Linked DNA regions of Xenopus tropicalis: region 1 is linked to region 2. A link is a contact called in public Hi-C data. All regions are on one chromosome and are shown on one strand. Each heading gives the region's core, a stretch centred on a gene start, on an enhancer-like site or on the middle of the called end of the contact. The rest is flanking DNA. Distances are from core to core; before and after follow the strand shown.

The links. A called contact is a pair of places that touch in the nucleus more often than the background predicts.
Region 1: a contact with region 2 is called in a Hi-C map of neurula embryo, with 5 times the contacts expected there. The contact joins the promoter of acvr2b here to the enhancer-like site in region 2. A contact is called at or near these places in 4 of 5 Hi-C or Micro-C datasets (gastrula embryo, liver, neurula embryo and 1 more).

What each region holds. Positions count from the first base shown.
Region 1 is chr6:13,883,447-13,886,146 of UCB_Xtro_10.0, reverse strand. acvr2b (activin A receptor type 2B) reads left to right here and starts at 1,378. Exons shown (of 11, transcript NM_001006870.1): 1 at 1,378-1,692. The coding sequence starts at 1,638.
Region 2 is chr6:13,813,852-13,816,551 of UCB_Xtro_10.0, reverse strand. It overlaps acvr2b (activin A receptor type 2B), which reads left to right. Exons shown (of 11, transcript NM_001006870.1): 2 at 2,081-2,288. Among named protein-coding and RNA genes, the nearest start is that of exog, 41 kb to the right of the region's middle. Within about 2 kb of position 1,416, at least 2 of the 11 cell types and tissues checked have an H3K27ac peak or open chromatin away from gene starts, as enhancers often do. A contact at or near this core is called in neurula embryo, where this site is marked.

The DNA.
Region 1 (2,700 bases), core at 129-2,628, 70 kb before region 2:
TCTGCCACCACGAGGAGGAGAGGAGGAGAGCGTCCACGTTTGCTTGTGGGCTGCCCCCTGCCTGTCACAGCCGGAAACCTATGGGCATCGCAGCTCTGCGCTCAGGAGCATAACTTCCCCTTTAATCTGGTGCAAGCTTTTTCATTTTGGGTTTGGGGAGGGGGGTGTATTATCTAGCACTCCTCATAAATGTTGGTGCTTTTCTACATGACTGATATTCCTTCAGTAAAAAATTCAAAGGCAGCCTGCAGCGAGCTCAAGGCAGAATAAGGCTTGTTAACCCCTTATATACCATAATGCTTCTTCCACTATGTCCCAGCAGCAACCCCCCCTACAGTAGCCCCTTATTTTGGCTCTCTGCATTATCCAGTATGGGCAGGATAGGGATACTATTCATACTAATATATTATCAATAAATAAGAATTCTTTTATATAACACTTTTTATTTATACACAGCACTTACAAGTACTACAGACAGGCAATGTATAAATATGTACAGTTACGCAGATTGAGTGCTACTGTCTCCAAGAGCTTATACTCTAAGTATTATAATTAAATATTAATATAATATATATATATATTTTTTATACATAGAGAGTTCAATGTAAAATAAAGGATATTTAAGGACAAGGGTAGGACAATCACAGAGCTTTTAAAGACACCATAGACAATAGATAACTGATAGATATCGCTATGGATAGATATATATGTGTATACGGACATGTAAATACACAATATACACGGTAGAACCATGTGGAACACAATGAGCTGCTCCGGGCTCACGTTTCGCTCTCCCCAACAAACTGCCCGGGACCCTCTCCCTTTCCCTCCGTACTACTCTGCCATGGTGCTTAATGAGCGGCAGGGCAGCCGGCCAATCAGCGAGCAGGAATCGCCCTCCCCTTTCTCTTTTTCCCATGCCTGGGGGCCGTGCCCTGCTCCCCTCCCTCCTGTGCTTTTACCACCCCTCTCCCTCCCTCCCTGCCTTTGTATCAAACATCCGGGTTTCCCTCCTGCCTCTACTCCGCTTTCTCTCTCTCTCACTCCTGGGGTTTTTTTTTTAGAAGCCATTTTGGACTGAGTTCAGGATTTTGGGGGGGGAGGAAGAGCCAGTGCAGGGAATAATACCTGGTGACTTGTCCGGCCTCTCCCATTCCTGCCCCCCCGTCCCCTGCCTGCCCCCCTCCGTCCCTTGCCTGCTCCGGAGCTGTCACATTGAAGTTTGGGCTCCTGTGAGTCTGTGCCACCCCCAGCCCCCCCCCCTCGCTAATCTGCTTGCTGCAGAAGGTGGAGTCCTTGCAGGAGGGGTGGGGGGAGTCACTATAGTGCTGCTGTTTGATCTGCCTCTGCCCGGGCTCTTTCCTCATTCACACACATTTCATTCCCACGGATCCACATTACAACTCACCTTTAACCCTTGCCTGGCTGAACCCACGCGTGTTGGATCCCTGCCCCCCCCCCGCTCCCGGCGCTGAAGAAAAGCGCTTACATTGTTGCGACTCGGCGCTGCTGCTGCTGTTGGGGATTGATACATTGTTACAAATCAGCGCCGCTGAGGGAGGAATTGATACATCGTAGCGAATGCAAAGGAATTAGCTCGGCCGAATGGGACGCTGAGAGCGGCGCATCCCGGGAACATGGGGGCTGCTGCAGCGCTGACTTTTGCACTTCTTCTCGCAACTTTCCGCGCAGGTAAGTGCCATTGTGGTGGGGGCAACACCCCTCCTCCGAGAGGGCAACTTGTGGCCAACTTGCCTTGGCTTTAACCTCTGCGCTGCCAGAGGCATATTGAGCAAAGGCTATCTCCGGATAACAGAACCCTTTACCCCGAGTAACTTCTTTATAAACAGAGGGCGATTTTTGTTTTTATGCTTTTATCGAACTACAACTCCCAGCAGTCACTGGGGCCCCATTGTGTGTAGAAATACACGTGTTTTTACCCCCCCCCCCCCCCCGGCTCTCGGTGGGCCGCAGCTGCTTTATTTACAAATACAATGTAACACTGATGGGACTGGCGTTTTCTGGCTGTTAAGGGGTTAAGACCACCATGATCCCATCAATAATGTAGGGTGGGGGTGGGGGCGGCCTGCTCTCTCTCTCCCAGCGCACCCCACCCCCCCCTGTGTCAGAGCTGCCGTGCATTGTTGATAGTACTATGCCATGTGTTACTCCAGCCCGATGTGAGCGCTCAGTCGCTTGTGATTGCTCTTGATTGGACACCTTGATTTCACCTCGGGAGCGATTGGATCGCGTCTGATAACGGGAGGCTTTTGTTTCCTTCTGGTGTCCCCTTTCCCCCCATCCCTGATAATGCCCAGTGTAAGGGGGGGGCTCATCTTGTATTAATGAAGCGTTGTGATCTTCCTTCCATGGGGGGGGGGGGGGGGGGCTATTTTTGTGAGATGACTCATTTGCCTTTGATTTGTGACTGGGAGATCTGTAGTACTCGGTAGTGATATCAAACATAACATGCCCTCCCATAGTCACGTTGCTTGGGGGGGGGTTATTTTTAGATGTTTCCTAGATTTGTAAGATATTGGTATATTTTTAGCTTGCGGTTCTGTTTAATCATGGCACCCATGGCAGTTAATACCCCCATACAGTACCAGGCAGCTATTTATGTGCACAGTGCCCCCCCTTATAGTGGTCTCTCTGTATAGTGCCAACCTCCTATGGTTGCATTGCCCCCTTTCTCTTATT
Region 2 (2,700 bases), core at 167-2,666:
GCATCCATTTATAGCTGAACTAGAACTCTCAGTTGGTTGAGCATCTGGCCAGAAGAACTTGTAAAGCCAGGGGAGACCGTTGGTTGCACTTTGGAACCTGATGTATTTGCCTTAGAGACGTCTACGCTGCCTGTAGGGGGTACAAGCGGTGTGCAGGATGAGAGCCCTGACTTAACTGCCATATTACCAGGGGCAAATAAATGCCGGTGGCAAGTTTAAGATGGGCCACCATCAGATTTGCCAGGGAACCCATCAGTTAATAGAGCTTCTCCAGCAGAATCCTGCATTGTAATCTGTTTTTCCCATGGGGCTAGCTTTATTCTTCATTTCCCAGGGTGCCACAGCCATGTGACCTGTGCTCTGATAAACTTCAGTCACACTTTACTGCTGCGCTGCAAGTTGGAGTGATATCCCCCCCCTCCCCTCACCCCCAGCAGCCGATCAGCAGAACAATGGGAAGGGAGCAAGATAGCAGCTCCCAGTAGGTATCAGAATAGCACTCAATAGTAAGAAATCCAAGTCCGGCTTGGGACTCCTCCAGTTACATGGGAGTAGGAGAAACAATAGGTTAGCTGAAAGCAGTTCTAATGTGTAGCGCTGGCTGAAAGCTCAGACTCAGGCACATTTTACTGCTGCGCTGCAAGTTGGAGTGATATTCCCCCCCCCCCCCCCCCCCCAGCAGCCGATCAGCAGAACAATGGGAAGGGAGCAAGATAGCAGCTCCCAGTAGGTATCAGAATAGCAATAGTAAGAAATCCAAGTCCGGCTTGGGACTCCTCCAGTTACATGGGAGTAGGAGAAACAATAGGTTAGCTGAAAGCACTGTAATAGTGGCAAGATGGTATCATAAGGGAAATGTAACTGGGTCCGTATACTAGGGCAGGTTATGAGTGAGTGCCCCATGAACCTATAGGGGTTTATGCAATGATTACCTTTCTCTCATTCCCCATGTTCTGTAGAGCTGTCAGTCACCCCAGAGTAATATATATATATATATATATATATATATATATATATATATATATATATATATATATATATATATATATATATATATATATATATATATATATATATATATATATACTCTCCTAGTAAGGTATAAGCTAAGATTTTCCAGCCCTTTTAATTGGTCGATTATCTTTTATTTCTCAAAATAATGTAATGGCATTGGCTAATAGTAGTTAAGGGTTGTTTTATTAACCATTAATATATAACACAGACAATATCAGTATGGCAGCTGCTTTATTAGGGGTTGTTTAATTAACCATATGACCTTTCCTAATGAATACCATAGTGACTTGCTGAGCATGCTGGGAAGTGTATTTAGCAACAGCTGAAAGGACAGTAACTTAGTATTTATATGCACCTTGTGTCTTGGAACATGCATTTTACATGGCTCGGCTGCCTAGTGGAACAAGTGCTCCCTCTAGAGCATGGAAGGGGAATGACTGGTATTTCTGTGCATGTCAGACTGATACCCGTGTTTCCATTTGTGCCATCTTTGCTTTTACCTATAAAGAAGCATCAGCTGTTAAGACCTAAAACAATTGTAATTATTCAGAATATTTAGATTGCAAGATTTATGTGTTTAACATCATAAACTAAAATTATTGAAAGTCCCCGATTTGTTGTATTGACAAGGTTTGCCCCCCCCCATTTCGGGACCCTCTCCTGCCTATTGTGCAGATTTTGGCACCTCTGGTCCCTTTCCTCAAATCTTTTGGGCCCAGCAATCTTGGCCTGAATGGGTTATTCTGCCAGGCAGCGGCTCAGACAATGGCTGTTATTTCCGTGCCCAGTGTTTACACGATCTTGGCAGCGGCGGCGTTTGAGAAGCTGTTTTCGAGGAAAATGCCGTCTACTTGGCTCCACTTTTTGTCTCCGATTTATTTTGTGCTTTTCTCACAATGAATGTTTCCACTCGCTTCTGCCTGGTAATGTTTGTGAGAATGCATTCTATGTTACATGAAATATATATATATATATATAATATTTCATCCACTCTAAATGATACCTTCTGCTGCTTATGTGTGAATTGGCACAACTGTGACTGACTCTGTATTTCCCTCGGCCCCAGGCTCCGGACATGACGAGGTGGAGACGAGGGAGTGCATCTATTACAATGCCAACTGGGAGCTGGAGAAAACCAACCAAAGTGGGGTAGAAAGCTGCGAAGGGGAGAAGGACAAGCGACTCCACTGTTATGCATCTTGGAGGAACAACTCGGGCTTCATAGAGCTGGTGAAGAAAGGGTGCTGGCTGGATGATTTCAACTGTTACGACAGGTAAGTGAGGTGCCTTTTATTATGTTCTATGAAAAAGGACTGACCTAAACCTACTATCCCAAAGTCCCTTCCCAGAGGCTATTATCCCCCCACTGCTACTATAGGCACTATCTCTCCCTACTATACCTGCTATCCCACAGCCCCAGTCCCTTCCCAGAGGCTATTATCCCACTGCTACTATAGGCACCATCTCTCCCTACTATACCTGCTATCCCACAGCCCCAGTCCCTTCCCAGAGGCTATTATCCCCCCACTGCTACTATAGGCACCATCTCTCCCTACTATACCTGCTATCCCACAGCCCCAGTCCCTTCCCAGAGGCTATTATCCCACTGCTACTATAGGCACCATCTCTCCCTACTATACCTGCTATCCCACAGCCCCAGTCCCTTCCCAGAGGCTATTATCCCCC